Regions from separate parts of the Sus scrofa genome. Here region 1 is linked to region 2. A link is a contact called in public Hi-C data. All regions are on one chromosome and are shown on one strand. Each heading gives the region's core, a stretch centred on a gene start, on an enhancer-like site or on the middle of the called end of the contact. The rest is flanking DNA. Distances are from core to core; before and after follow the strand shown. Region 1 holds the start of CHAF1B (chromatin assembly factor 1 subunit B). Region 2 holds the start of DOPEY2 (protein dopey-2).

Region 1 (5,283 bases), core at 1,759-4,258, 200 kb before region 2:
ACAGAAGACTCTGGCCAGCACCCTCCCACCCCCCATGGGGCTGCCACTCCCACCTCTCCCTCTACACACACACTGCGCATCAGGGCACCGAATGTAACCGGGTCTCTCTTCCTCCTCCTGCAAGTAGCATCTGAGATTTCTGCTTTATTTTTTAAATTTTTCTTTTCTTTAGGGCTGCACCTGCAGCATATGGAGGTTCCCAGGCTAGGGGTTTAATCAGAGCTGTAGCCACCAGCCTACACCACAGCTCACAGCAACGCGGGATCCTTAACCCACTGAGCGAGGCAAGGGATTGAACCCAACTAGTAACCTCATGGTTACTAGTCAGGTTCATTATCCACTGAGCCACGACGGGAACTCCTTTATTTTTATTATTATTATTATTATTTTTTTTTTAGTCTGCTTTATTTTTATTCTGACTTCTGGACTATTTTAGTTTTAGAGCATGACAAAAAGATTTATCAGACCTTCCCCTGTGGCTCAGCAGTAATGAATCCGAATAGTATCCCTTAGGACACGGGTTCAACCCCTGGCCTTGCTCAGTGGGTTAAGGATCCGCATTGCCTTGAGCTGTGGTGTAGGTCACAGACAGGGCTTGGGTCTGGCATTGCTATGGCTGTGGTGTAGGCCGGCAGCTACAGCTCAGATTTGAACCCTAGCCTGGAAACTTCCATATGCCATGGGTGCTGCCCTCAAAACCAAAAAAAAAAAAAAAAAAAAAAAGATTTACCTTTTCTGTATAGTTCTATGCCATTTTAAGCAGAAAATATGAATCAACTACTCCTACCAGACAAACATAATTTAGAGGGCCCTTTAGACAATACTCCCTAGGCCAATTAATGATTCATTACACAGAGACAGAATGGACCGCGATCACTTAAGGACAGTAAGCCAACAGTCCAGCAAGGCCAGGACAGTTGCCTTGGGACTCTGACAGAATGGCAGGCCCCTTCCAGCCCGGTGGGAAGAAGTGGGAAAGGGGCTACTTTCAAACGGGCCTTCTCAGTTTAAGCTGGCAGTGTTCTACCCCGTCACACTCCCCACATTATTTTGCAAAACCATTTAAATGACAGATTGAGAGGGTCAAGTGATCTCTAAAATCACAAAGTACACCTAGCGCAAATCTTGCTCTTGAATATGAGACACATGGAGATCTGAAAGAATTCTGACGCTGAATACTCACCATCCCCTCCTGATGCTAAGATTTCCCCATTTGGAGAAAAACGCACAACGTTGACAGCTTTGGTGTGGCGAGCAAGGTTGGACAGAAATTCCACAATGGCCTTTCCATCTGGTCCTTTTTCCACCTTCCAGATCTGTTGATGTGAAAACATTTGTTCCAGAGTTCCTGCCGTGGCTCAGCGGTAATGAACCCCAACTAACCTCCATCAGGATGTGGGTTCGATCCCTGGCCTCGCTCAGTGGGTTAAGGATCCAGCATTACCTTGAGCCACGTTGTAGGTCACAGACCTGGCTCAGATCCCGTGTGACTGTGGCGTAGGCTGGCAGCTGCAGCTCTGTTTCGATCCTTAGCCTGGGAACCTCCATATGCTGCAGATGTGGCCCTAAAAAGAATGAAAAAAAAAAAAAAAAAAAAAAAAAAAAACCTGTTCAGAGAAACACAGCGAGCACTCACTATACTGTGTCTACTAGACCAACACTATATTTACACTCAGAACGAAAACTGAATGTTTCTTTTGAAATGTAAAATGAAGTAGCTGCTCTCTGAAACACAACCCTGCAGTCCCACTGCCAGCCGTCCTCCCTCCCACCTCTTTCTAGGGCAAGCTGTTCCCCAAGAGGAACCTGGCTCGGGATTCTAAAATAAAGGGCATCCAGTGACATCAATCTAGGAAACGGGACCCCAGGAAGAAAGCTGCTCTTTTGCTCTCATGGTTGACTCCAGGCCCTGAGAATTTATCCCTCGCGACTAAATGATGTCTCTGTGTTTGTTGATATTAGTTATAAATAAAAGAGTGGAGAAGGCGGCCTCAGGGGTGCTTCCCCGCCCTTTCTAGCTCCGCCCCATTTACCCTGACAGTGGTGTCCACGCCCGCGGACGCCAGTCTGTGGATCCTCCCCGCGGTTCCATGCTGAAAGTCCAGGCTGTACACCGGCTCCTTGTTGTGCCAGGCGATTTCGCAAGTGATGACTTTCATCCTCCTGAGTCTTGCAGGGGCAAAATAAAATTCCTCGGGAACCGTTCTTTCTCCAAAGACGGAGGAAAGCTGAAAATCGTTGGTACAAGTTGAATATTAAAGCAGGAATGATGTACTGAAGGCTTATTATGAGCCAGGCACCCTGCCAACCATTTAAAATGCACGCTGTATTGGGAGAGGATGTTAATGTTAGCTCGCAAGTTCCACCTAAAATGGTTCGCCGAGTCTTGGCTGTTCTGCTTCTCCTCCTGCTACGGCCAGGAAAACAAAATGGAACACCCAGGCAGAGGAAATCAAGGGACCGGGCTGGCCAGGCTGCACGCCCGCCGCTGCTTAGCGTAGACTGGGGTTGGGGGGGTGGGGTGAGCAGCCCAGAGCGCCGGGGCCGGGCCGCCAGCAGGAGAGCCGGCGGCCGGGCCATCCCCGGGCAGGAGGCTGCCTAGGGTAGGGGTTGCCCAGGGGAGAGGGCCGCTCCGGGGAGGGGCTGTACAAGGAGCGGACTGAGGCCCTGGGCGAGAGGGCAGCCCCCTTCCTGCCGCTCCGGACCCGGCTCTGGGCCCGGGAAACCGAGACCTGACGTAGGCAGGGAGGAGGCCGCACCGCGCCAGGGACGCTCGCACGAACCCGGGCTTCTTGGGAGCTATCCCCGGTCCTCGCGGCGGGCCCTCGGTAAGAGCTTCTCGCCCCGCCCGGCCAGGCCCGGGAACCGCGGGGACGCGGGAGCCAGCCACGGGGACGACTTACCTGCACGGACCGAGTGAGGACCCGGCGCCGCCAGCTCCCGCCGCCTCGCGCGCCGCTTTTCGCGCGCTGCAGGCCCCGCCTCCTCGTGGGCGGGATCTCAGAGGCGCTCCGCCTCTGCGTGGGCGGTACTCCTAGAGGCCCCGCCCCCTACGCGAAGGCTGGTCAGGCGCCTCAAAGTCTACCGAATCTGTGCCGGCTCCCACCGGTTTTTTAATTCCCTGCGGACGGACGCACATTGGAGGATGGGGAGCGGTCATCGATCGATTCATTGGTGCAGTCACTTCTTCCCTTGTTAATTTATTCTTTTAGCAAACATTTACTGAGCATCTGCTGGGCCCTATACCCAGCCTCGGTACACAGTGGAGAGCGAAGCGGACTCAAAACTTAAAACTCAGAATTTACAGACGGGTAAAAGGAAACAAAGAGCCGTCCTATAGGACGGGTGAGGAGGCTGTAACCCTGAGACCCGCCCAAGACTACTAAATCCTTCCCTGGTGCAGCGAATATTTGGCAGCTGTGACCTGTCTTGGTCACTGGTGTTTCAAACATAACCACAGCAGAGACGGTCTTTGGAGCATCTGTAGCCATGTATACAAATAATAATAATTTAAAAATAAAGTGAAAAGAAGCGTGAAAGGAACAAGGTGCTCTTACAGTTCTGAAGACGAAGCTATTTTGGATTTGAGGGCTCAAAGAAAGTTTGAAGAGAAGGTGGCATTTGAAGTGGGCTCAGGTGATAGAGAGTTTTGGATGAGCTGCTCTGGCAAATGTAGATTCAAACTAAAGAAATTCACGTGTGCAATAGAAGCACAAAAGGAGGGGCACTGGGACCCCGCAAAGGGAAAGAATGGACGGGCCAATGATATGGAAGCCTTTGGACATGAATGAGCAGGTCCTATGGACATGGGAGTTTCAAAGGCAGTTTTAATTCTCATTCTAAATGATTTAGAATCGTGGTTGGCTGAGCCGAGATGTGCTCTGACAAACGGGCAGCCACCTTGTGCTGGCCAGCAGCAGGTTTCTGGGCCTTCAAGGTAGGAGGAACTTTGTGAAGGGAGTGCTACCGAGTGCAACCTTGCAAAAGACTGCCTGCCAGCCTCTCCTGCCTCATTCTCCCTCTCCCCACCTTCCCCTCTTCTCTCCCTCCAGATATATGGCCCTGAATTCAACCAGGTCTCTTCCTCCTTTTGCAAACGAAAATTAAGATTTCTGTTTTTTATGTATTGGCTCCAGATCGTTTTGGAGAATTCAAAGCTATGGGATTGTTTGGTACCTGGATTGCTTACAGTATATATAACTCAATTAGTAGATGTCGTTATAAACACTTTTCAAAAACAGAATTTAATGTTCTATTTTTTTTGGCTGCACCCTTGGCATGTGGAAGTTCCTGGGCTAGGGATGGAACCCACACAACAGCAGTGACCCATGCTGCTGCAGTTACAACACCGGATCCTTAACCTGCATCACCAGAGGAGAACTCCTAAATTTAACATTTTAAAGTGAGGTTGTAGGAGTTCCCGTCATGGCTCAGCAGAAATGAATCTGACTAGTATCCCATGAGGACGCAGGTTCAATCCCTGGCCTTGCTCAGTGGGTTAAAGATCCAGTATTGCTGTGAGCTTTGGTGTAGGTCGCAGACTCAGCTCGGATCTGACGTTGCTGTAGCTGTGGTATAGGCCGGTGGCTACAGCTCCAATTTGACCCCTAGCCTGGGAATTTCATATGCCACAGGTGAGTCCCTAAAAGAACAAAATTTTTTTAATTAAAAAAAAATAAAAAACATAAAGTGAGGTTGTAAATCAGAAGGCAGTAGATGCAGCAGGCCTTTTGAAATGGAATATTTTATCTGTGAGTTTCCTAGAAGATCAGGAAACAAATACCTTGCGATGCACAGCTTTAATTGATAAAAAAAGAACATCCAAGTTCATCTGAGGAGCCAACTCTTCCTGGCATTTTTAGGGAAGAGAATTGACATGAATTCTTTGGTTTTTTTTTTTTTTTTTTTGGCTTTTTGGCTTTTTGCCTTTTCTAGGGCTGCTCCCACGGCATATGGAGGTTCCCAGGCTAGGGGTCTAATCAGAGCTGTAGCCACTGGCCTATGCCAGAGCCACAGCAATGAGGGATCCAAGTCACATCTGCAACCTACACCACAGCTCACGGCAACGCCGGATCCTTAACCCACTGAGCGAGGCCAGGGATTGAACCCGCAACCTCTTGGTTCCTAGTCAGATTCTTTAACCATTGCACCACAACAGGAACTCCCCAACATGAAGTCATATAAATGCTGGTCAATGCTTTTAGACAGTTTTATGAAAGGTATAAGATCCATATGGCAGCGGCTCAGGTCACCTCGGAGATGGGTTCCATCCTTGGCCTGGGG
Region 2 (5,294 bases), core at 2,030-4,529:
ATTCTCTCTGCTCGACACGCTCCTTCTCTGGTCCTCCTTTCCTCAGAGAGCGGCCCCGCCACCTATGAGACTTTTGCCATCATCCTGGCCTCTTCCTTCCCTTCACCTGCCACACTCGAGTCATGGTGGCCCTTCTGCCAAAATACCTGTGGACTCTGCCCTGTACAAACCACCTTTCTCCTGCAAGCTTGCAGACGCTTCCTAAGGGGTCTCCTTCACTCCTGCCCCTCTCCAATGTACTTTCACACAGCTTTCCGAGTCCCCTTAAAACACTTTTCTACCATGTTTAAACGCTTCCCCTTAAATCTATAGTGAGTCCACACGGCCCCCATCCCCAATCCACTCATGGCCTGCAAGGCTCCACCTGCCTCTCTCCTCAGGGCACTCTGCTTGTCCTAAGACAGGCTCTCGCCACGCTACCACAGAGCCTTTGCATGTGCTGGGCCTTGCTGCAAAAATACACTGTAGTCTGCAATGCACCCACAGAATAAGACTGCCTGCTCACTTGCGGAAAGGCCCATCCCCTTTTCTGAAATAACAGCTTTCATACTTTTGAGAATACTGATTTTGCCAAGTAAAGACAGAATTTAGGACATCCCCACAGTCCGTAATTGTTCTTAATGCCAGGAAATGTACAGTTCTGAAACCCCATGTCTCTGCAATACTCCACACAGTCTGTTCGCTGTAGCAGGAGTCTGGGGAAAGATGCATGAACAAGGCAGGGGTCCAGTCTCACAGCTCAGAGCCTCTAAAAGGGGACATCTCCAAACACAATTCTGATTTAATGTGGCACACACAGTGACGGAGGGCGGGCTGATGTAACAGAGGGATGCTGGCAAGAAGGGCCGAGGAAGCCCAACTGCCAGCAGAGAAGTCCTCAAAGTCCACAGGTGTGGATGCTTCTTAGCAGGAAGAGAGCCTGGTCAGTGATAACATGTGTGTTTAGGAGGTGGGGTGGCGAAGGGACACCACTGCTCATAGCAAGGAAAGTGTCAGCCAGGTAAGAGCAGGTAATGAGCAGTTCAGGTTACTATGGGATGGAAGAAGACAATACTATTCCCTATTACAGCACAGGAGAGAAGTTTGGAAATAGTCATTCAAGCAAGCTCTCTTTTCTCTTTTTTTTGTGTTTTGTCCTTTTAGGGCTGCATCCGCAGCATATGGAGGTTCCCAGGCTAGGGGTCTAATTGGAGCTGTTGCTGCTGGCCTCCGCCAGGGCCACAGCAATGCCAGATCCAAGCCTCATCTGTGACCTACACCACAGCTCATGGCAACGCCAGATCTTTAACCCACTGAGGGAGGCCAGGGATCGAAACCTCAACCTCATGGTTCCTAGTCAGATTCATTTTCACTGCGCCACGATGGGAACTCCTCTTTTCTTTTCTTTACAGGGCCACACCTGCAGCATATGGAAGTTCCCGGGCTAGGGGTCAAATCAGAGCTGCAGCTGCCGGCCTACGCCACAGCCACAGCAACCTTGGATCCAAACTGCATCTGTGACCTACGCTGAAGTCTGTGGCAACCAGGCAAGATATTCTATTTCTAAATACAGGGCACTTGATACTGTGCTACTGAGCAAGTTTTCTGGTAGGCTTGGTGAATCCATCACTTATGCATGTATTTCTCTCATGCAACACACAAGTCCTAAGAGATCGGTGTTATCAACCTCCAAATGAGGGTATTGGGAATCAGAAAACTGCCAGGGGTCACACAGCAAGCAACTGGCAGAAATAGGATTCTGGCTCAGCCAGGTGGCACAACTGAGTAGGTATAGAGCCTCACCTATATTACCCTACAGGTAAATTAATAGTGCAGCCCTTACAGAGCTCTTTTGACAATAATTTTGCAATCTATTCTGGATATCTTTTCTGTGAGAGGTTCAATAGCTCAGTAAAACTGATAAGAATTCTACAGCCTGGTAACAATTAGATACACAGGGGAAGAGTAGTATAAACAAGCCTATCAGAGCATATGTATCCGCCCAAAAAAAGGCAAATGTCAGCAGGAAATGGCTCACCTTATCCATTCTTAATTTCTTAGAAAAACAAATTCGAGTGAAAAGCCAACCAGCTAGATCCAACACAAGTTAATTTAAAAGATGTTTGCGTGAAAGACCATTTCTGAGTTAGATGAAAACACAAAAAACTGTCAAACAGTCACTCTCCACAATTGGGGACACTTATCAATAGATAATGATCCTTAGTCTCCAGCACAGAAAGGCTCATCTGCAATTGGCTTAATCAACTCTAGGGCATATTATTTTGAGTCGGGTCTTTCAGGGTGGTAATTAAATTGTAGTGGAAAAAAATGCAAGACACGAATGGGGGCAAGATTTGGGGGGAGAGGAGCGCCTCCACTGGCTTACCAAAAAAATCCTACAAAGGTTCTCCCACTGTAGGACAGCTGTCCCAGGTTAAGGAAACACCTGCGGGTAACAGCCTTCATAAGCAGCTGCGGTGAGGTGCTCAAGGACCAGCCAGGGCGGCAGCAGCCTGCAATCCTGCCAGACGCAGGGGCCAGGAGGGCAGGCAGAGCGCGCACTGCGGCTCGAATCCCTTCTGGGGACGGTCTGAAAGACTCGGGGTGGGGGGGTGGGAGGTGGTCCCTTAACAGAAAAGCCATTATCTTATAAAGGTCTCGATCCCCAAACCTGCTCCCCAACAGGACTGCGGGCAAACAAAGCCGCAGCTTCAACATCCGCCGCTGAGGTGAGAAGCGGGAAGGCGGTGACCCACCTGACCTCCACCTGCCAGAGGAGAGGCCGCGTCGGCCCGGCCGCTCTTCCTTCGCCTCGGGGAGCCAGGGAACTGGCAGGGGACCCCATTCAGCCTCCCGGGCTGCCCCTTGGGGGTCCTGGGCCGGAGCCCACGCCCACTCGGGGCCTCGTTAGGGCAGCCCCCGCACTGCAGCAGTGTGCGCCGCGGGTCCGGGCAGTGCTCGGGGGGAACCACCACCTGCACGCCAAGACCGCCTCACCGCGCTGCCCGAACCCTGTGCACCCGGGGGAAACGCCCCTGACGCTCGCGGGCCCGCAGGAGGAGACGCCCCGGTTCCCTCGGCTTCGCCTGGCGGCCGAGGGCGCGGGCCCGACTTACCGGGGGTGGCGGCCTTTCTCGGCGGGCTCGCCGAAGGGAGGCGCGGAAGAGCCGACCTGCACACGACTGGTAGAGCCGTGGGCAGCTGCGGCACGGCGAAGAGCCGAGACCGCGGAGGAAGCGCCGCGTCGGAGCCCCAGCCGCCGCGGCTCCAGGACACTGGGCGGGCTGGGAGGCGGATCTTCGGCGCGTGGGGGCGGGGCCATGGGGCGGGCTCTTGGCGCGTGGGGCGTGGCCTATGAGGGCGTGGCCTATGAGGGCTGGGTCGAGAAGCAGACCCTCGGCTCATGGGGGCGGGGCCAAGGGAGGGGGTCCTCTGCAGGCAGGACCGGGCAGACCTGGGAGGCGTGTCCTCGGCGCACGGGGGCGGGGCCAAGGGAGAACCCTCAGTGCGTAGGGCAGAGCCGAGGGCGCATCCTCGACGCTCGGGGCAGGGCCGGGAGGCGGGCCCTTGACTTGGGGGCGGGACCAGAAGACGGTACCGAAGCAAGCGGGGCGGGCCCTGGGGGCGCGTCCTCAGCGCGCGGGGGAGGGTCCTAGGTGCCCACTCCCCAGCGTCAGGCTTCCACCCCACCCTTCCGCCGCTTTCCCTCAGTGGGCGCCGCTCACTGCCTGAACAGCTAGGTCCCGCCCTCGCCACGGGTCTGCTCCTGGGAAGGTCTAACACAGGTGGGCAGGATGGCTCCGCCCCTCACCTGGGCCTTTCTTCACCCCTCCAATCTCATACACCCAAATAGAAAGGGACATCGGTCAGTGAATCGGCCTGCCCAAGGAGAGGTTTGGAGTTACAAAGACAGCCGTTGGACTCAAGAAAGATGGGGCTGGTGGCACTGAGACATGGGGACCACACCCAAACCCTCGGGGAGGTAGCGGAACGAACCCTTCCCTACAAGCTCTGACCACAGCAGGTTTAGGGACCCTGGCTAAGGTGCCTCAGCCGCACGGGCCACACTTTTCTGACCCTCGGCATCAGAGGAAAGAGTTTAGCTATGTGGGCTCTGGCTCAGAAAAGAGACCCGCATCAAGTCTAAATGGGATTTCTATTTTCGGATAGCTCTAACCTCTTCCTCTCATCCTCAAGAGCCTTTGGATCTGGACAGTCCAGACCGAACCTGGCCTGACTGCTGCAGAGCAAGATGCACCTTGATGACAGGAATCAGACAAAGTTCACCTGATATCCTGCTTGCACCTGCTGGGGCTCTCAGCCAACCAAAGCAGTGCCATCTGTTGGTTGAGGTTGTGATTTCTCCAAGCGGCCTCTTAACAGTTTAACCCCTCACCATTCCTTAGGAATTTTCAGATCTAGTCTGGGGTTCGTGAATGCTAGGCCATCCATGAAAGAGTTGAGGGTGGTGAGCATAGGGTGTCCACAAACATGTTGAAATTGTGTAGAATATTTAGTGTAAGTGTATATTTTCTGGAGAAAGAGTATATAGTTTGTATCAAATCCCCAAGAGGATCTATTGCTTCCCCCAAAACACCAAGAATATTCGAATAGTTTGGGATGTTGAACCTCTGGCCCAACCAGGCTGCTGCTACTGCTGCTTTTATTTATTTATGGCTGCACTGGTGATGTATGCAAGTTCTGGGGCCAAGAATTGAATCTGAGCCACAGCTGTGAACTATAGAAATGCCAGATCCTTAACCTGATTTCAGAGAGAGCAGTGAGTGATGCTTTGAAGCAAGATCTTAATTCTCTGCTCAGGAATTGAACCTAGGCAGCCTGGATGAACACCACAAATCCTAGCCACTAGAATCGTCAGAGACTAAAGCAGAATTGCCTTGATTCTTGCCTCCTGTTGAGAGCAAGAATGTTTCGAGGAGGCAAAGACCATAAAAACAGGTATAGAATTTATTGTTAGAAACACAGTACAACATGTGGGAGAGCATGCAGAGAAGTAGTCTATTTACCTAAGGCAGAAGCAAAGCAGTAATACACACTCAAAGGAGGAATGCGGCTGTAGGTGTCCCCCTGAATGAGGAGCACGCCAGGGAGGTGACTTCAGTCATTTATATAGGACAGTTCTTCCAGGTCTTTGTTTTCCTTTAGCCAATTATCTTGTTTTATTTCTCACACCTGACCAGACCCAGGCCCCTCCCGGATATGTGTGAGCCTCTTGTGGCCAAGACGGATTCCAGAGCAAAGGGTGATGGGACAGTTATCAGGACATATTGTGGCCTAGCACCCCCCCCCCTTTT

What was found. Hi-C and Micro-C count contacts between places; a contact is called where the count stands out from the background.
Region 1: a contact with region 2 is called in a Hi-C map of liver, with 3 times the contacts expected there. The contact joins the promoter of CHAF1B here to the promoter of DOPEY2 in region 2. A contact is called at or near these places in 1 of 5 promoter capture datasets (fetal skeletal muscle), 4 of 47 Hi-C or Micro-C datasets (embryonic fibroblasts, fetal skeletal muscle, heart right ventricle and 1 more) and 1 of 2 datasets of contacts at active chromatin or transcription factors (alveolar macrophages).

The regions. Positions count from the first base shown.
Region 1 is chr13:200,045,821-200,051,103 of Sscrofa11.1, reverse strand. It overlaps CHAF1B (chromatin assembly factor 1 subunit B), which reads right to left and starts at 3,008. Exons shown (of 15, transcript XM_013982578.2): 1 at 2,904-3,008; 2 at 2,034-2,228; 3 at 1,184-1,316. The coding sequence starts at 2,159.
Region 2 is chr13:199,846,007-199,851,300 of Sscrofa11.1, reverse strand. DOPEY2 (protein dopey-2) reads right to left here and starts at 3,279. Exons shown (of 39, transcript XM_003132763.4): 1 at 3,096-3,279.